6 separate regions of the Mus musculus genome follow, and all the other regions are linked to region 1. The links are chromatin contacts, called in public HiCAR-type and promoter capture Hi-C maps. All regions are on one chromosome and are shown on one strand. Each heading gives the region's core, a stretch centred on a gene start, on an enhancer-like site or on the middle of the called end of the contact. The rest is flanking DNA. Distances are from core to core; before and after follow the strand shown.

Region 1 (2,986 bases), core at 330-2,829:
TTTCTACATTAAATCCTAAACCAAGTATTTACAAGAGTCACAAAACACTCTGTCCCACCTCTTGCCTATGAACCGTTTTTTGGGGAGACACTGTGAGGCTAACAGTAGTCAGGTCTGGTTCTATGTAAGGACTAGACCCGGAGTAGTCCGTGGTATATATTCTTGAAAACATCAGCACATATATGTTCTTTATCCACACCACTTCCTGTTGGGTGCACATTTTCCTTTAAGAACTATAGACATCTAGATGCATGTTTGAATATCGGACGGCTGCAGGAACACACATACCCAACAGCTAAAGAGTGGAGAAATAAGCATGCCACTTTGTCTACTACACAATTACAAACTTGTCTCCAAGACTGCCATGGAGAAATCTTACATTTTTCTCCCTCCATCCCCGGATGCAGGTTCAAAGAATTTTCTTTCGTTCTTAACTCTCACCCAAAGAACTCCACATCCTGCAGCCCAACAGGCTTTGAAGAACAAAAATTTCCTCTACTGACCACCAATCCCACAAGTGCAGTAGAAGCAGGTGGCCGTGTTACAATACAGTCCTACACAATGACTTTGTCCGAGATTCCACCAAAGGGTCGACATCCTGAGAACCCATAACAAGTTCATACTATAGGAATCACAGGGCTCTGAGTTAGCAGGCTTTCCCATGTGCACGGAGTGAGGGCTGGTAAGATAGTTTCTAAGGATGCTCCCTCCAGTCTTCACCTCAGCCTTCCTGGGTTCTAGATGCACCCTGGGCCGGCAGTCAGCCTAAGGGAAGGCATTCCCTGCAGAAATTCCCTCCGTGGCACTTCTGAGGTCATGGACTTGGGAGAAGAGTGGCCCTATGGTAGCTATGGCAACATATCAGCGTGCGTACGCCTTCTCGATTCTGGTGAGTGTGTAATTCTTTTTCAAAGGAGGTCACAGGGCAATCGGCTCGGTTTTTTTTTCCCCCTATAGAGATGTTCCCATTGCTAAGTTCAAATGAGTCAAACCTGAAGATAACCATTGCCAGTATGTGTGTAAGTAGGTGTAGGACAAGACATAGCCCAACACCTATAATACTATAAAGCAGCTCCTTGCTAGCAGCTCCCCAAATCGCGGGAGCGTTAAGGCGTCCTCACCGAGCACAGAGCCAGGCTTTCCCAAAGCAAACTTACATAAGCAGCCGCAGCCGCCTCCTTATTCCGGAGCAGCTGCGACAATGGCGGCCACACCACTTCCCTGTTGCGACCGCACAACTTGGGAGTGGGGAATCCGGGGCCCCGCGAAAGACATGGGGCGCAGTCCGCGCGTGGGGAGCCCACATTCGCATTTCGCAGCCAATGAGCCGCCGGATGCAGCGAGCCCTCAGCATTCTCTCCTAAACAAAAGCTCCCCTGAGCTGTGCCCGCCAGCGACGGGCCACCTTCCCTTCCACCATCCTCCACTTCTCCAGGTCGCGGCGCGGGCGCGAGGCTCTCTTCCTTGGCCCGCAGCAGCCCCGGCGGCGCGACGAGCTCGGGAGCGGGCATGCGGCCGGTTCCGCAGCCCCGCGCCGCGCCGCGCCCTGCTCCGCCCGCGAGCCCCGAGCTCGCGCCCCGCGCACTCCGCGGCCTGCGCGTCTGGTCCTCCCGCGCCCTCCCGCGGCCAAGGGCGGGGGCGGCGCGCGGCCGGCTCCCCGGAGCTCGGCGGACGCAGGCGGGGGAGCGTGCGCGGGGGGTCCCGTCGGCTCCGGGGGAAACCACAGCTGCGAGGGGCGGCGCCCCGCGGGCCGCGCTCGGGCCCGGCTCGGCCGTCCCCACCCCCACCGCGGTGCACTGCGGCGCGGAGAGCCAGGCGGCCATGAACTCGGCCGCGGAGAGAGAGCGCGCGCGCGGGGCCGCCGCCTGGCCTCTTCCCCACCCGCTCGCTGGCCTGCGCAGCCACCGGGGACGCCCGGCCCCCCACGCCCAACCGCGGCCCACGCCCCGATCCCGCTCGCACCGCGCTGCGCCGCCACATCCTGCAGCTGGCTGCTGCCCCGGAGCTCGGCGGGAACGCGCCTCCTCGCAGCCGCCCCGGCCGCGCCCGCCGCCGGCTGCCCCCGCGTCCCCGCGCCCGTCCCCGGCCCTTCCAGCACCCGGCCCGCGCTTACCTGCAGCTTGGCACCGCTACAGACGCTCGCTGTCGCTGTGGGCTCCCTCGCTCGGCAGCGCGCAAGCCAGGGACGGGATGGACGCGGGGGCACGGTGGGTGGCAGTGTTTTGGATTTTTTTTTAATTTTTTTTTTTCTGAGTTTGGGGAGGGGGTGGGGTAGGGGGGGAATCGTGCACGTCCCTGGTGGTGGCAGCCCTCCTCCTGCACGAGCACACACTAGCCAACCCGCCGCGAACACCCCCACCACCCCCCTCCCCGTGCATGCGCGGTGCGGGCTCCGGGGTAGTGGGGGGGAGAGAAGGCGCGCCGCCGCTTGCGCAGGCACGGAACTGGCTGGGGCCTCCCTCGTGAGCGAGCGAGGAAAGGGTTAATCTGGGACCTGACGGGTGGTTGCTTTCCCTGGGTCTACGGGGCCGCCCGCGGAGAGCCCTGGCCTGCGCACGCGCGCGCACGCGCGCGGCAAGGGGCGCGCGGAGCCCGCGCGCGGGAGAAGGGGGTGGGCGGGGTCGGGGCGGGGCTTCTGCCGGCCAGGGGAGCGAATGCACGAGCTCCTTTCTCGAGCACCCGCCCCCTCCTGGAGCTCCCGACTCCAGGGCTCCCGCCGGCGCCCGGCCTCGGCACTGCGTCGGGAACGCGGGGAGCCTGCGCTCCCGTGCGTGTGCGTGTGCATGTGCGTGGGCCATGTCTGCCCCTGGGCGCGCACGGTTCGGGCGCTGAGCTCGGCCTGGCTTTTGGGCAGGTGTCCCGGTGCACCGTCTGTCTCCCCTGTACCGTCTCGACCGAATATCCAGGCTCATGGCTTGGTTCGTGCCACTGAGGCATTGTTTATGGGGAGCAGGCATTTGCAGAGCAAATGAAGTGCCATTTTTGA
Region 2 (2,986 bases), core at 272-2,771, 2.9 Mb after region 1:
CTCAAAAGGTACTTATTACGGATTATATAGGGTGTGCCTCACTTTCAGAAGATTTTCACAAAAGTGACTCGCAAAGTCCAGGCCTGTAAGTGCAAATTGTGTCGGAAGGTTTCAATAGGATCTGAGCTCAAGCCCCAACAAGACATTCTATCTTCTGGTTTATAATCAAAAAAAAAAAAAAAAAAAAAAAAGCCATTTCCTGCAGCTTCTGACGGTTCGGGCTACGGAAGGCCATTCTGTCGTTAAGACCACGGACTTTGAGTACAATTTTCCTTTAACATTTCAAGTCTGTACTCTCCTCGTGCTTCGGGATGCAGTCACCCACACCATGCCCTCTGCCCCACCCTGCGGCTCTGGGATCTTTCTCAGCAAATAAGATCAACCAGAATCCTTCACTTTCCACTCCACAGCTTTAGGTCTAAGCCCTGTCCCACTTAACTGTGCTGTGAACTTCAAGACCAGCATCTTTCAGGAAACACACAGGATTTCCCCGCTGGCGTCTTCTTCTTGTTCATCCCTGCTCCCCAAATCCCGAATCTAGATAGAGGACAACTTAGACTTGTCCTCGGGGCGCTTATTGCCCAACATCCAAAGCCTGGGATATAAACCACACGGAACATCTGTCAAAAGCACTTTACAGTGGACGGGTGAGTCCTTCTCTTTGCTCAGTTAATCAGAATACATCTACATTCGGTTTTCTCTGATTCTACAGGTGAGGCGGGAATCGGAGACCCAAAAGGTCAAGTACCTTGCCCACGGAGCGGAACCCTCAGGCTCCTTGGTGCTCTAAGGCAAACGTGTACTGCTGAGACTCCGGTAGACCTAGGTTTGAATCCCCGCTCAGCCCCGGAGTTCAAACAAGCCACTTCACTTCCTCGTGCCCATGTCTCCTTCTGAAAACAGGATTTCGAATTCGGGACTGTCATCATGCGAGTAGAAGCAGTGCCTGGAGCAAGGTCGCCGGAACTATAAATGTGAGCTCCCTTTCAGACCCCGGCTTGACGAGCTGCTTCTCCGATTTCTACAGCGGCTCCTCCCTTTCAGAGCTGCCCAGGCCACTGGGGGTGCCAACTGTGGAGCGCTGTGTCGGTCCTGACGCTGCATCCGGTACCAGGAATCCTTAAAGAAGCTCTGGGGAGAGCGGTGGGCAGCGAAGCGAAGAGGGGAGGCAGGAGTCAGATAGAGGGGGCTGGGTGGAACAGAGAGAAGGCTGGCACCCACCGCAGAGGGGCCCTCTACCCCGCCTGCACCTGAAGTGTCCCCAAGTGGCCGATGCCCGCCCTCTTCCCTCCCTTCACCCCAGCTTCTTCCCTTCCTAGCCGGCTCAGGGTGGTAGCCCCAGTACATCCAAAGGCAAAGAGTGGTCCTCTGCTGCGTGGACGCGTGGGCACTCGGGCTCTGCGTCTCCCGCGTCCCCCGAGCTGCAGCCCCGCCTCCTGCCCGCCCCGCCCCCTCCCCGTCCCGCTAGCAGGAGGCGGGGCGTGCGCGTCGGGCTGGGGACGGAGGGGGACGCGCGTGCAGCAGCTTCTCTCCGCCGGAGCAGCCGAGCAGAAGCCGTGGCTGCCGATCCCCCGCGGACTGGCAGTGGGCGGGGAGCGGAACTCGGGAGCCGGGCGCGCGTCGCCAGACAAGTGTTTTTGTGCGAGGCCGCGGTGGCGGCCACTTCAGCTCTCTGAACGCACGGTGCAGGGGATGCGAGCGGCCGTGGCGGCTGTGCCAGGAGGATCCGAGCGCCGTTGACCTGAGCGAGGGGACACACTCCCCCGGGTCGGCTGAGTGCGGGGGAGGGGACGGCGGGAGCGCAGGGTGCACGCCGGGCGGGGCAGGGGGTCAGTGATGACCGGGCGCGCGGGGAGGCTGCACGCCGCCGCCGCCGCCCGGAGCATCTGCCGCCTGAGCTGCGGATCGCAGCCGCCGCCCGGGCCATGGAGACGCTGAACGGCCCCGCGGGCGGCGGCGCCCCGGACACCAAGCCGCAGCCAGCCGGCCAGCATCACCGCCACCACCACCTGCACCCGCTGGCCGAGAGGAGGCGGCTGCACCGCGCACCCTCGCCCGCCAGACCCTTCCTCAAGGACCTGCACACGCGGCCCGCCACGGCCACCCCCTCTGCGGGCCGTGCCCCGACTCCCGCGGCTCCTCGCTCGCCTAGCCTTGCCGGGAAGGCGCCGCCGTCGCCCGGGCCCCCGGCCGCGCCCGGTCGCCTCTCCCGACGCAGCGGTGTAGTCCCCGGCGCGAAGGACAAGCCGCCGCCGGGCGCCGGAGCCAGGTCGGCGGGCGGCGCTAAGGCCGTCCCGGGGACCAGGAGGGCGGCGCGCGCGGGGCCGGCGGAGCCACTGTCCCGGGTTGGGAGGCCGACTGGGGCCGAGCCACCGCCTGCCGTCGCGAAGGGTCGCAAAACCAAGCGCGGCCCCGGGACGCCTCCAGCTCGCGCCGTCGTGCCCCCGGCTCGCGCCTCCCGGGTCCCCGCCGTGACCCTCTCTGTGACCTCGGTGGCTGGCTGTCGTATCAACCACACGGACAGCAGCTCGGATCTCTCCGACTGCGCCTCCGAACCCTTGTCTGATGAGCAGCGCCTACTCCCCGCCGCCAGCAGCGACGCTGAGTCGGGCACCGGCTCCAGTGACCGGGAACCCATACGCGGAGCACCCACTCCGAGCTCCGGATCCCGCGGGCCGCCGCCGGGCAGCCCCGAGCCCCCTATCCTGCTCGCGGCGCCCCCTGTCGCCAGTGCCTGTCTCGGGGGCCGAAGCAGCCCAGGCGGGGCCTCCACAGGGTCCCCGGGACCCGGTTCTCAGGAGGATGTTGGGGGCCGAGCGCCACCGGAGCGGACGATTCTGGGGACCTCCAAGGAGCCTAGCCTGGGCGAACAGCCCCGGCTCTTGGTGGTGGCTGAGGAAGAGGAGTTGCTGAGGGAGATGGAGGAACTGCGCTCGGAGAACGACTACCTCAAGGTGAGCAGCAGCCGGGGTGGCAGGTGTGTCTC
Region 3 (2,986 bases), core at 292-2,791, 2.9 Mb after region 1:
TGGATCAGGCTTTTTCCATGTGAGCTAAAGTACTATCAACTGGAGGCCCTTTGGCATGATGGGGGAATAATTGTAAGGCAGGATATGAGAGCACCCCTTTTATTACACAGTCTGGGGCTTAAGAACGAGCACAAAGTCAGCCACCTTTCTTTATATAGTTATCTGTGATGACTTTGTTCACATTCATTCATTCATTCGTCCCTGTAATACTGGCTTTCTGGTATGTGCCAAAGTGCTGAAGCATCCTGGAGTAACCTTGATAATTGGCTTAAAGACGCAAACAAGCATGGAACCCGAGTCCTGTGGATTTCTTTCCAAACTCCCCCATTTAAGACATCCACTATTCTGGTACATTATAGACCTGCCTATGGGGGAAGAGATACTATTTTGGATGCCAGGGTCTTTAACCTTACAAGTTATGCAGAGTCACCTGCCTACTAGGAACAGTTGAATACCTTGCATTTATATCATCCTTTGGAGTCTGCAACAGGGTGTATGGCTTATTGTTTTGTTGTTCTTTTGTATTGACGTTTTTGCAACAGTGATAGATGAAAAGAGTCTTTTCATTCATTCCCATGTGAGCCTCTAGGTTCCATCCCCAGTACCGCCAAGAAAAAAAGAACGATAATTTAGAATAGGCTATAACATTTTTAAAAATCCAATTGGGATTACTTTTGCAAAATAATGTGATTTCTTCAACTGTGCATCCATGGCAAAACAAACGCATGCGCTATGTATTAGTAAACTTAGCTCTAAATACGGCTGAAATTTGGTGAGTAATGTGATCATTCTTCGCAAGCATGCCAGCTCCTATCATGTTTAGAACCCTGTGTTCCGAGGTGCTCAAGTTCACGCAAAGGAATTTGCTAAATAAATCCCTGGCAAGCTTCTGTAGCCGTAAATACTTTCAAGTAGAAATGGCAAAATAACACACCCAAGTCAGTACCTAAACCTTCGGAGTTTAGGTCGCTTGTCATCTGAGTTTTTACCTGCTGGCTTCCCCTAAGGTGCATGTCACTCACTGAATTTTACGAACTGTAAGTCTGAGGAAGACTTTTAAGATCCATTTAAGATAGCTGATTCCTCGGGGCCCCACAGGAAAAGTGCACGCAGAGGTGCGGCCCTGCCAGGGTACGTGGGCTTCCTCCAAAGTGGCGTTCACACCCTAACCCCGCGTGGGCCAGACCGAGACCCCCAGCACCCAAACACCCTAAATTCTGGAAGATGATCACAGGCTATATGCACTTTGAGACACGTTTGGGACGGGCTGCTAAAAAGAAGTGTGTGGTTCTTGGGAACGGTGCACGATGAGGATAAACCACGAGTGAAAGTGCGCCGAGTGGGGAGGGCCGAGGGAACAGGGGTGACGGAGAGCGACCCACACATAACATACACCCCACGGAGCGGAGCGCACGGCTCGGTCCTCCGACCGACAGGGGGCGGGCTCCAGTCCCGCGTGGCGCCGCGCCTGCGCTTCCTGCCCCTCCCGGTCCGGGATGCTGCTACCGCTGCTGCGGAGAAGCTGCTTCCCTTCCTCTACTCCCGGCGGCGGCGGCGGCGGCGGTAGCGCGGAGCGGGTGGAGGGTGCGCGGGGGCCCGGGGCGCGCGGACGGCGGCCCGAGCGCGAGCCGTATGCGTGCATGGATCCCAGCGCCGCGCTGCACCGGCGGCCCGCGGGCGGCAGCCTGGGCGCGGTCTCCCCGGCGCTGTCGGGCGGCCAGGCCCGCCGGAGGAAGCAGCCCCCCAGGCCGGCCGACTTCAAGCTGCAGGTCATCATCATCGGCTCCCGCGGCGTGGGCAAGACCAGCCTGATGGAGCGCTTCACCGACGACACGTTCTGCGAGGCCTGCAAGTCCACCGTGGGTACGCCGGGCCTGTGGCGGGTGGGCCTGGGGGAGGTCGGGGCCCGGTCCCTGTCCCCATGGAAGCTCTGACCCTCTCCCAGGGCCTCAACGAATCATCCTACGGATGCCCGGGCATACCCGCCGTGGGCACATCTGGCATCCGAGCCGCGCACAGCCCAGGTCTCCGTGGAAGCCCGACCCTCTCTTGTGGCCAGACCGAGCTTTTCCGTGGCCTTTCCGCGGGTGTCGGACCCCCGAAGCCCAAACATTCCCTCCCGGAGCCTTCACCAGTCATGAGGTCCGGGTGATGCATCCGCGGAAACTCCCGGTCCGTTACTCCTGCTCACCCAGGAAAACGGCTTTGTGAACCGAAAGTAGAGCTGAAGGCCACCCACCAGTGCAGTGCCCCGGGGTTACTCACCATCTTAAATGGGTCCGGACCTCGCAGCTTTGCAGGCTGGAGGGATGGACCAAGGTTTGCTTTCTCATTTTCTGTCTATTTTCGTGGTTTACAGAAAAGAAGTTTGTTGCAGAGACAGTTCGCGCTAAAGCTACACTCGGGTTTCTTTCTTGTTCTGTGCACAAATGTAGGGCAAAGGGATTTCAGCTGTGTTTATCCTTGACCTCAAATAACCGGGTGGATAGGCGGGCAAAGTAAGGGCGATTTCCCGGCACCCACCCGAGGTCGGTGAATTACCGGGAAATCCATAGGTAACGCTCCTGTTACCTTCCTCGGGATCTGGGTTTGAAACTGCAAGGGAATGTTTTTAGTGACACTGGATTGACAGGGCTTGACATAGAGGTTTGTTGGGGTTATGGGAAACAGTTGTGACCATGGAAAAGCTACCTGGAAAACTCTCATTTGGGGTGGCTTATAGAAAAAGGGGGTGAGCAGGAGGGACTGGACAGAGTGACAAAAAATCTAGCGTTCTCCCTGAATCCTAGCCCCAAGGAGAGGAAGGTGGATCTCTGATTTCGAGGCCAGCCTGGTCTGTCTACACAGTGAGTTCCAGGACAGCCAGGGCTATGCAGAGAGACCCTGTCTCAAAACAAACAAAATCTCAGCTTGGAGGTTTGAAAAGCTAAACACTGGTGCACATATTTTCCGTTGTAACCATTGATGGTTCCCGTTTTGAGATGAG
Region 4 (2,986 bases), core at 272-2,771, 2.2 Mb before region 1:
ATACCACTAGTAATTAGCACTTCACTTAAGGCGCTATACACTATTCTAAGTGATTATCCTCATGTTATAAGTAGGGAACAAAAAACACAATTATTACAGAGGCTGGACTCCTACTTTTACAGCCTGGCTACAAGCACTTAGCTAACTGCTCTCTCTGTATTTCTGAGTGTTAGTAAGTACTCTCACCACTTTACAGGACTGTTAAGTTAAAAAGAAAACTGTATAAAGTTAAAAAAAAAAGTGCAGCAGCTCTAATGCTGACAATTACATAACTTTCACAAATCTGATTATGTTTGACTTATAGGGCCTCATATCTGCTCTTTGTCACCAAGAAAAGCTGGAATCCGGTAAGTAGCTAACCACTGTCACACAGAGTATAGCAACTTAGATAAAATAAATTTATGTGAAAGTTTACTCTTGGGATGGGAAGGAGTAAGCTATCCCAACAACTTTAACATCAGTGACAGCAAAACGTCACATATTTTAGGATACCTTTTACACCGGTTCCAGATTTTTGCCTGCCGACTGCCTAACCACGTGCGTGCCGAGATCTAACCGGGTGAGTCAACAGTGAGCAGCATTTACCTGACAGCGAAAAGGATTCCCTAACTAAGCAGTTTCCCAACTACGAGAGAAAAAAAAAAAATCACCAGGACCTACATCATATGCCCTACTCTATTTCACTGTACCTCCGCTGAGAAAGAAGGGAACTTAGAAATGGAAAAGAGTTTGTGGGACGACGAATCCCACAACCTAGAGGCAGAAGGGAACACGTGTTGAACACGCATCCGAGCCGAGGGAAGGGGCTCCCGGAAGGAACTTAACCTAGACGTGCGCATTCCAAGTGCCCAAAGCAAAACCAATACCGGGGTCCGGGATGCGGAAGCGCGAGACGGTCCTAAAGTGCGCACCGGGTAGCTCTGATGGGGACCCAGGCCTGGGAAGTCTGAGGCCGCCCCCCGGGGGAGCAGAGGCTTCGATGAACATGGCGGCCCAGAAGCAGCCGGGGTGCAGACCTCGTGGAGACCGCGGGATCGGGCCGCACCCTCCCGCAGCCCCCCTCGGGCCAGGCCGCACTTTGCAGCCGCGGCGCCGGCCCAAGCGCGCCGCCGGCCCGGCTCCGCGCCTCCTCTCTCCCGGGACGCCCCGGGCCACGCGCGCCAGGGGTGCCACGCGCCTCGCCGCCCGGCCCGGGATGCCGCAGCCCGGCAGGAGGTCCCCGTCCCCGTCGCCGTCCCCGCTCATCCTACCTTGGCCTGCAGCCGTGCTGGCGCCCAGGCCAGGCAGGTGCAGGTACCGCTGAGGTGCGCGGAAGGCACGTACTCCTGGTGCAGCCGGTTGTTGGCGGTCTCCCATACTCGCAGCTGACCGTCACTAGAGGCTAAAGCGAAGTAGGCTTGACTGTCCGGCGAGAAGGCGCAGGGGACCCCCGCCGGGGCCAAGGGGTCGTAGCTACCGCCGCCTCCGGCCGCCATTGCTGCTCTGGCTCCGCGGCAGCCACGTGTTCGCCCGGGCGCAGGCGCACCGGCGCGGGGTGGGGCCTGCAGGGAGGAAGTGGGGCGGAGGGAACGCTGAGAGCCCAAGAAGTGGCTGGTCGTGACGCAGGCCAGCGTTTAGCCGGGCCCACCCTGTGGACGGTGGCTCAGTGGGGTCCTTCTTAACTTGTCCTGCGAAGGAAGCGCGAGGGGAAGTGATTTGCATACTACCGAGCCAGATCCTTCTTTTAAAACTACGTCCTATGAAACAACTAGACGAAATGTTTAAAAGAAATATTTACTTACATCTCCGAGATTGTAACAGCTGTTTCCATGTTTCTTTAGTCTCTTCGAGGACGTGGCCATGTACGTACAATAATTATCCAATCATAGTTCTATCAAAGTTAGAGTTGGGGCTTGAAGAAACAAGATGCCTCTTTTATCTGTGTTAACACACAGAGATACTATTGGACAAGAGAGGAGGTCAAGTTGGGTGTAAATAAAGAATCCGGGCGGTGGTGCCTCACGCCTTTAATCCCAGCACTTGGGAGGCAGAGGCAGGCGGATTTTTGAGTTCGAGGCCAGCCTGGTCTACAGAGTGAGTTCCAGGACAGCCAGGGCTATACAGAGAAACCCTGTCTCAAAAAACAAAAAACAACACACACACACACACACACACACACACAAAAGAAAAAAAAAAAAAAAGAAAAGAGAAACCAAACATATATTCCCATCTGGATGTGTGCCTTTTAATCCCAGCACTCTATCTGAGGCAGACGCAGGCACGGTCTAGAAACTGAATTCTATAACATCGAGGACTATAGGGAAACTGTCTCCAAAAGATAAATGATAGATAGATAGAAGAAATTTTTTCCTTATTTTATTGGTTCTTTTTTTTTAATTATTGGTTATTTTGTTTATTTAAATTTCAAATGTTACCCCCCCCCCGGGTTTCCTCTCCTAGAACCCCCATCCTACCCACCTCCCCCAGGCTGCTTCCTCACCCACATGCACACTCCCGCCCCACCACTCTAGCATTCCCCTACGCCGGGGCATCATGTCTTCACAGGACCAAGGGCCTCCACTCCCTTTGACGACAAACAAGGCCATCCTCTGCTACATATGCAGCTGGAGCCATGGGTCCCTCCTGTGTACTCTTTGGTTGATGGTTTAGTCTCTGGGAGCTCTGATGGTACTGGTTGGTTGATGTTGTTCTTCCAATGGGGCTGCAAGAGCCTCTCAGGAGACATCCATATCAGGCTCCTATCAGCAAGCACTTCCTGGCATCAGCAATAGTATTTAGGTTTGGTGGCTGTATATGGGATGGATCTCCAGGTGGGGCAGTCTCTGGAAGGCCTTTCCTTTAGTCTCTGCTCCACTCTTTGTCCATGTATTTCCTTTAAACAGGAGCAATTCTGGGTTAAAATTTTGAGAAGGGTTAATGGCCCCATCTCTCAACCAGGGACCGTGCCTAACCTCTGGATACAGGTTCTCTCTCCCCTTTGTTGGGT
Region 5 (2,986 bases), core at 275-2,774, 2.1 Mb before region 1:
AGAGGGCCACAGGAATGAAAGGAAAGACAGCTGTTGTGCTTTCAAACTACAATTGCCACAGGAAGTCACTCCATTTCTCAGATCCCTGCCCTACCTAATCCTTATCAGTTGTAGGGCAGTAAGATTAAAAGAGTGCTCTAGCCAAACCAAGTGCAGCATGAATAGTAATCAGAAGTTCACAACTTAACTAGTTTGCTAGGTCAAAACTTCAAGATTTATAATCTGTTTGAGCCACACTCCAGTAACTAGGTTTTACAGAACATTTTTATCTTCACTTAAGATATGTTTTGCATTTCTGGATATAGCTTTATTATAATGTAGTGGAAACCTTAAGAGAAAACCGAATAAAAAATAAATTAAAGGCTCGTCTAATAGCATTTATAGTCAAATTTCTTATGCAACTGACTGCAGAATAGTGTTTGTTTCTTAAAGACAGAGAGTCACTAGGTTGCCCTGGTGTATGCCAGGTCCATCAAACTGGCCTCAAATTCAAGACTCTCTCGGGTGTGGACCCTGCCCCACATACAAACTAAAGTCATTGAATTCACTGAGCCTCAAAATTATCTCTTTAGTTTTTGGAGTTGTTTGTACGTGTGGGTTTTGTTTGGGGTGGTTTTGCTTGGGTTTGTTGGTTGTTTTGTTTTGATATAGTGTCTATGTTGCTCTAGCTGTCCCGGATCTCACTAGGTAAACCAGGATGGTCAGAGATTCCCCCACAACCTACCCCCACCCCACCCCCGCTTCCAGAGCGTGGAAATTAAAGGTGTGTACCACAACGCCCGACTAAAACGATCATTTTTATGTTCTAATGCCATTAGTTTCAAGAAGTAAATGAACTGCCGCTTACAGAGTCTGAAATATAATGCCTGCTAATATATCTGCTGACTACTATTTGGTGATGGAGATCTTCGTGATACCTGAGATTTTGGTTTCCCAGTAGAGACGTAAAGTGAGGAGTCACTGTGACCGCTAGGGAACCTCAAACTCAAAAAAGGACTGCTTAGCTCAAAACTAGCTAACGGCACAATAATGCCGAGAGCCAGGAATCTACACTTTAGCCCAGGGACAGGCCACCACCATCCGGGAACTAGTAACGCCTGCTTGTTGTTCCGAGGCTGGGCGGCGGGAATCCAGAGCACTTGAGGAAGCCTGATGTTAAATATCCCTCAGGCTCGTCCACCGCCACACTCGACAGCCTCTCCTAACGTCAGGAACCTCACGCCGCCTCATAGGCTTGGGTCCTGGCCTCCATCCTATCGGAGACAAACCCGCGCTTTCTACTTCCAGGACGCAGCCATATTGCTGTACGGAACTTGATTCCAGGAGGGCTCGGGCCGCTCCGCCCGGACAGCCCTACTCGTCCTAGATGCCAGCTTCCCGGACAGGGCGGGACTCCCTTCGGGTCACCGACGCTAACGACGACCTGGGAAGAGCCCAGAGCTCGCTTGGCCCCCGATGCGGACACTTCCGGCGACGAGGGCGGGCGCTGAGCGAGCGCGCATGCGTACTCGCCGTCGCAGTCCTGACGTCAGCGCGGGCGGAAACTTTAAAATTCAAACCGCCTTGGGTTGACGGAAGCGGACGCTCTGGTTTGGGCGGCTGTTTTCGTGTGCAGTCGTGCGGTTTACGGAAAGCTGGGCGCCGGGTCTCGTTGAGAAGCTGAGCGAAAGGTAACTGCTGAGATGGGATCAGCTCTGTGTTAAAATGGTCCGCGGCGCTGGAGCTGACTGTTGCGAGGGAGCTGGGGTGGGATCTGCCCGGCTCTGCAACGTTTGTAGCGGGAGAAGGCGATGCTAACAGGTGGGGACTGACAGGGGGAAAGCTGATTGGTGTGTTGTGTACCCGTGCTGATGCTGCAACTTAAAAGCCTGGTATGGACATGACTGGAAACCAGTGAAATCATGAGAGTAAAACTAGGTTGAACGCAAGCCACCAAAACAAGGAGGGGTGTGGCTCAGTGCTCAGCGCTCAGCCCAGCTTGCTAAAGGGTCTGACTCTCCACCCCTAGCTCAAGACAAAACAACAACAATAAAAATGCGATCTGTCTAACCCTCTGTGGAAGCTAGGGCCGAGTGCATAGTGTCTGATGCTGCAGAGATGAAGACAGACTCCAACGTAGACATTATTTTGATACTTGTTTTAAAAGCGGGAGCAGCCTGTGTTGTAAACCGGATTGTTTATCTTTGTTGAAAGGTGTTGCAGTAAATCTCCAACCCAAATAAGCCCAGGCAATGAAAACACAACTTAATTAATATGAATACATGCTGTGCGCCTACATTGGGCAGATCTATCACTACACTACCATCTTCCCCATATAAGAGACCCCTTAGAACTTCTCCAGGCCAGGTGCTTCTGCTCTACTTTCCTTCTCCTCAGTCGTCCCCTCTCCTTTTCTCCCAAAACTTTCAGCTCCATCTTCCCCTCTTTTTTCTGCCTCGTTTTTTTCTACTTGAAGTTGCGTAGGTGTTCTTTGTAAGAACTTCGGTTTACATGGACAAATAAATATAGCATACAAGGAAACGATTGTTGTACAGAAACAAACTTAGTTGCTTTCCTACTAGAGGATAAAGATAATAATTGTTGCTCGTTGAATTGCTTGAGTCTGGAACATTTTCCTAACGCTGAAATCCTGAATTAGGTTTCGAGAATGAAGCGCAGTTCAGTTTCCACCTGTGGTGCTGGCCGCCTCTCTATGCAGGAGTTAAGGACCCTGGACCTCAATAAGCCAGGCCTTTATACCCCTCAAACGTAAGTGCCTCCCCTGTGCTTCTCAGCTGCTTACTTTACTGTCTAGAGAAAAAAAAAAAGTGCCAGAAATGGTTAGTACAAAAGTGTAAGTGATGTCTTGGTGACTCCTGTCTCCTCCCAGTAGTACTGGATTAGGGGGAGGGGGGCAATGAAATATAAAAGTGGACACGATGCTAGGTTTTAGCTCGTTGTCTCTCCAATTCCCATAGTCAGATTCTTTACTGGGCGTGCTATAAAA
Region 6 (2,986 bases), core at 345-2,844, 2.0 Mb after region 1:
AAAGAATTGACACATAATTAAGAATTGACGCATGTGAGGAATGGAGTTTTACATGATATCAATCTCTTCATCCAACATAAAGATGTTACGGGAAAGCAATGAGAGCGCAGTTGGTTTTTACCTTTTTTACGGATGCACCCACAAGCATCAAAATGGGGTGGGGGGTGTGTCTGTCACCGTTCGCTTTTAAAAAGCAAATCTCAATTATCTTATAAGGTATAATTTCATCAAGAAAATCAAGTGGCGGATTAAACCTCTGTCACTTGTTGATCCTTTTGAATTAAGTATGAGACTTCAAAAATTCCCTTCCAAGTTCAGGAGAAGCCCAGCAGGCTCGTTTTCAGATAAAGGCTAGTGGCGGCATAGGATAGTGGCAAGTGAATGGTTAACACTGAGATTTATGAATGGAAGGCCTCATGAGGACTCCTGCCTGAAAACAAGCTGGTCTTGTGTTTGGTCTGGAAGACATAAAAGTACTGGGTCACATATGTCCTGGGAGATGATCGCAAACGTCATCTTTGGCCGGTTCTGGGGCCACCAGAGAGCCTTAAACCAGAGGAGTGGGAGAGTCACTTATTTCTTTGGTCTTTAAAGCACCACTAAGCAGCCAAAGACAGTGTAAAGGTCCCCCAGGGAAAGCAATGTAAGAGCTCTTGTTGAGCACTAACCTACTTGCATGTATCACAACACAAATTGGGATCTTAGTTTAACCAGCATGGCCCGCAGTTAGCTTGGTAAATAACCTACAGGTGCCCTAATGGCTGTACTCTGAGCAAGATGAAGAACGGCTTTTAAAAATAAAATAAAATAAAATAAAATAAAATAAAATGAAATAAAATCTTGAATTTGAGTTTTAATTTAATCATTAATAGCGTTTGTGTTCACTTAATAAAATAGTCGTCTCAGACCCCAAACGGCAAATTAAAATGTTTCAAGACACTCTCCATTTGCACCAGCTGCAGAAATCCTCGGTTCTGCCCAATCCATGGTTCCATGCAACTGCTGTCTTCCTAGCTCCGGGCCGCACTGGCGGCGACACCACGCAGTGGAGCGGCAGAAGCGCATCCTGCTTCTCAGGCGCGGGGCTCGGGCACAGAGGCTTGTGTGTCCCTTGAAAGCAGCAGATCAAGCGGCCCTGGGCGCTGGCGGCTCTGGCTTCTTCCTGGTCGGCGCTCGCAAGCCAGCCGCCACCGCCACCGCCCGGGACACTACCGCCCCGTGCCTGGCGCGCTCCAACTACTCGCCGTCCGTGACCCGGGACAAACTTCTGGCTGGGGCGCGGTCCCTGTCCCCGAGGCCAGCGTGGGAAACCCGAGGCGCTGCGGAGGCGAGCTAGGGTCGAGGGTGGCGCCCCGGGAGGTTGCTCCTGCCCGCCGGGTCCCGCCCGCATCTTGCTGGTGGCCGCCCCACAGAGCCCGCAGGCGCCGCGCAGGCCGAGCTGGCCCGGGGCCGGGGACACGGGCGCTCGCGCCCTCTAGCGGGCCGCGGCGGCTCCGGCCCGGCCGTGACGTGGGCTCCTTCCAGCCGGCCTGCGGGGCATCGCCAGTCAGTCGCGGAGCAGGAGCCCCGCGCGCAGCCTGCGCGGGCTCGGCCATCGGCGCGCCACTGCCGGAGGTGGCTGGGGCTGTGGGAGAGGCGGCGGGCTACAAGCGCGCGATCACAGCCACGGCCACGGCCACGGCGCCGCGGGCGGCTCGGTCCCGATTAGGGGTAGCGCTTAGGCGGGCTCATCACCGGATCCCAGCGAGGATTTGGGCTCCGCGGGCGCGCCCTCCGCTCTCTCTCCCCGTGGCGCCAGACTCTAAGCGGGGGCCAGCGGGAGGGCAGGAGGATCCAGGACGCCGTCCCCACGCCCGGGAGCCGCGGGACTTCGGACTTGTGCAACTGTTGTCACTTTGGGGTCTGGTGTTTCGCTGCTGTCGCGTCTACCCTGGCAGCCTGCAGCTTAGGCTCGGGTCTCCCTTGGCTTCCCGAGGCTACCGGCCGCCGCCGCCCCGAGGCGGCCCGGCGCGTACTCAGCACCATGAGGACACTTGGGACTTGCCTGGTGACTTTAGCTGGACTTTTGCTAACTGCGGCCGGAGAAACATTTTCAGGTAAGCGAGACACCACTACCGTTCCCGGGGCGCCTGGGACGTAGGCGACACCCGGGTGGGAGAAGTCCGAGGCGAGCTTCAGGGCCGGGCAGGGGCAGGGAAGACCCGGCATCGCGTAGCGGGTGAGCCGGGCTGGCGGATGGCCGGAGGAAAACAGCTGTGGAGCCACGGAGCCCGTACAGTACACGCAGGAGCCCGCAGGACAAGCACGGGCGCAGAAACAGGGACCTCCATCTCGGCCCCTGTACCCTCAGGGCCTGGACTTGTGCATGGGGGCTCAGTGTTCTTGGGCGGCCTGGGCAGGAAGGGCAGAAAACTTTGCCTAAAGTTCCCAGCTGTAGCCGCCGGGAGTAGGCGCTGAGCGGGCCTCTCGACCCTGGAGGCAGCCGCGGTGGACTGCCAGTGCTCAGCTGAGCTTGCGGCGAGCGTCAAACCTAGAGGTGTAGCTGGCGACCACCCCAAACTTGACATCCCTGCCGCCCCCTGCCCGGCGCGGTGGGCGACCTCAGCGGGTCCCCTCTGTGGCGCGGCTTCGCTGTGCCAGCGTTCCCTTTCTGCACCGCGGGAGGTTTCTGAGATCCTAGAGGAATCTGCTGCTCCCCAAGCCCTCGCCACTGTGGCTGAGCGCCCAGATTCCATCCTCGGCCTCCCTAAAGGTGTGCAGCCCGGGTCCGGACAACTTGCTAACCCAGCTCAGCTGCGCGGGGGTCCTAGCTGAAAGGAGGGGGCACGTACTGGCTGTGTGCATCAAGCCAACCGGAGGCTGTGCTCACCCAGGCTTCGCGAGCCTTGAGGAGCTCTTGGTGTAGACAGAGGGATCTGGACCAGAGTCAGGGGTCAGGAGCAAAACCGAAGGTGGGTGGCACAGAGTAGCAGGGCTTCTGGTATCT

What was found. Promoter capture Hi-C pulls out the DNA fragments that hold promoters and counts their contacts. HiCAR-type assays count read pairs that join an accessible place to other places. Capture Hi-C pulls out chosen DNA fragments and counts their contacts.
Region 2: a promoter capture Hi-C map of pre-B cells shows a contact between it and region 1. The contact joins the promoter of Mtcl1 here to the promoter of Zbtb14 in region 1. A contact is called at or near these places in 2 of 39 promoter capture datasets (liver and pre-B cells) and 3 of 115 datasets of contacts at active chromatin or transcription factors (astrocytes, large pre-B cells and pro-B cells).
Region 3: a promoter capture Hi-C map of adipose tissue shows a contact between it and region 1, with 5 times the contacts expected there. The contact joins the promoter of Rab12 here to the promoter of Zbtb14 in region 1. A contact is called at or near these places in 3 of 39 promoter capture datasets (the C10 cell line, hippocampal neurons and pre-B cells), 1 of 484 Hi-C or Micro-C datasets (the G1E-ER4 cell line), 1 of 115 datasets of contacts at active chromatin or transcription factors (astrocytes) and 2 of 9 other capture datasets (adipose tissue and liver).
Region 4: a HiCAR-type map of astrocytes shows a contact between it and region 1, with 2.7 times the contacts expected there. The contact joins the promoter of Wdr43 here to the promoter of Zbtb14 in region 1. A contact is called at or near these places in 4 of 39 promoter capture datasets (the 3T3-L1 cell line, liver and pre-B cells), 1 of 484 Hi-C or Micro-C datasets (the G1E-ER4 cell line) and 1 of 115 datasets of contacts at active chromatin or transcription factors (astrocytes).
Region 5: a HiCAR-type map of astrocytes shows a contact between it and region 1, with 4 times the contacts expected there. The contact joins the promoter of Ndc80 here to the promoter of Zbtb14 in region 1. A contact is called at or near these places in 5 of 39 promoter capture datasets (embryonic stem cells, hippocampal neurons, liver and 1 more) and 1 of 115 datasets of contacts at active chromatin or transcription factors (astrocytes).
Region 6: a contact with region 1 is called in a HiCAR-type map of astrocytes, with 2.4 times the contacts expected there. The contact joins the promoter of Ptprm here to the promoter of Zbtb14 in region 1. A contact is called at or near these places in 2 of 39 promoter capture datasets (the 3T3-L1 cell line and hippocampal neurons) and 1 of 115 datasets of contacts at active chromatin or transcription factors (astrocytes).

What each region holds. Positions count from the first base shown.
Region 1 is chr17:69,382,397-69,385,382 of GRCm38.p6, reverse strand. It overlaps Zbtb14 (zinc finger and BTB domain containing 14), which reads right to left and starts at 1,579. Exons shown (of 3, transcript NM_009547.3): 1 at 1,158-1,579. Gm49894 (transcription initiation factor TFIID subunit 4-like) reads left to right here and starts at 1,202. Exons shown (of 3, transcript XM_030250167.1): 1 at 1,202-1,283; 2 at 1,372-2,207. The coding sequence starts at 1,202.
Region 2 is chr17:66,448,285-66,451,270 of GRCm38.p6, reverse strand. It overlaps Mtcl1 (microtubule crosslinking factor 1), which reads left to right and starts at 1,521. Exons shown (of 14, transcript NM_172963.4): 1 at 1,521-2,954. The coding sequence starts at 1,926.
Region 3 is chr17:66,518,225-66,521,210 of GRCm38.p6, reverse strand. Rab12 (RAB12, member RAS oncogene family) reads left to right here and starts at 1,541. Exons shown (of 6, transcript NM_024448.2): 1 at 1,541-1,863. The coding sequence starts at 1,641. It overlaps Gm41608 (a long non-coding RNA gene), which reads right to left. Exons shown (of 3, transcript XR_876914.3): 1 at 2,266-2,986.
Region 4 is chr17:71,614,750-71,617,735 of GRCm38.p6, reverse strand. It overlaps Wdr43 (WD repeat domain 43), which reads right to left and starts at 1,521. Exons shown (of 18, transcript NM_175639.1): 1 at 1,251-1,521. The coding sequence starts at 1,475.
Region 5 is chr17:71,525,395-71,528,380 of GRCm38.p6, reverse strand. It overlaps Ndc80 (NDC80 kinetochore complex component), which reads left to right and starts at 1,524. Exons shown (of 17, transcript NM_023294.2): 1 at 1,524-1,670; 2 at 2,639-2,748. The coding sequence starts at 2,648. It also overlaps a transcript of Spdya not described here.
Region 6 is chr17:67,353,067-67,356,052 of GRCm38.p6, reverse strand. It overlaps Ptprm (protein tyrosine phosphatase, receptor type, M), which reads left to right and starts at 1,594. Exons shown (of 31, transcript NM_008984.2): 1 at 1,594-2,096. The coding sequence starts at 2,024.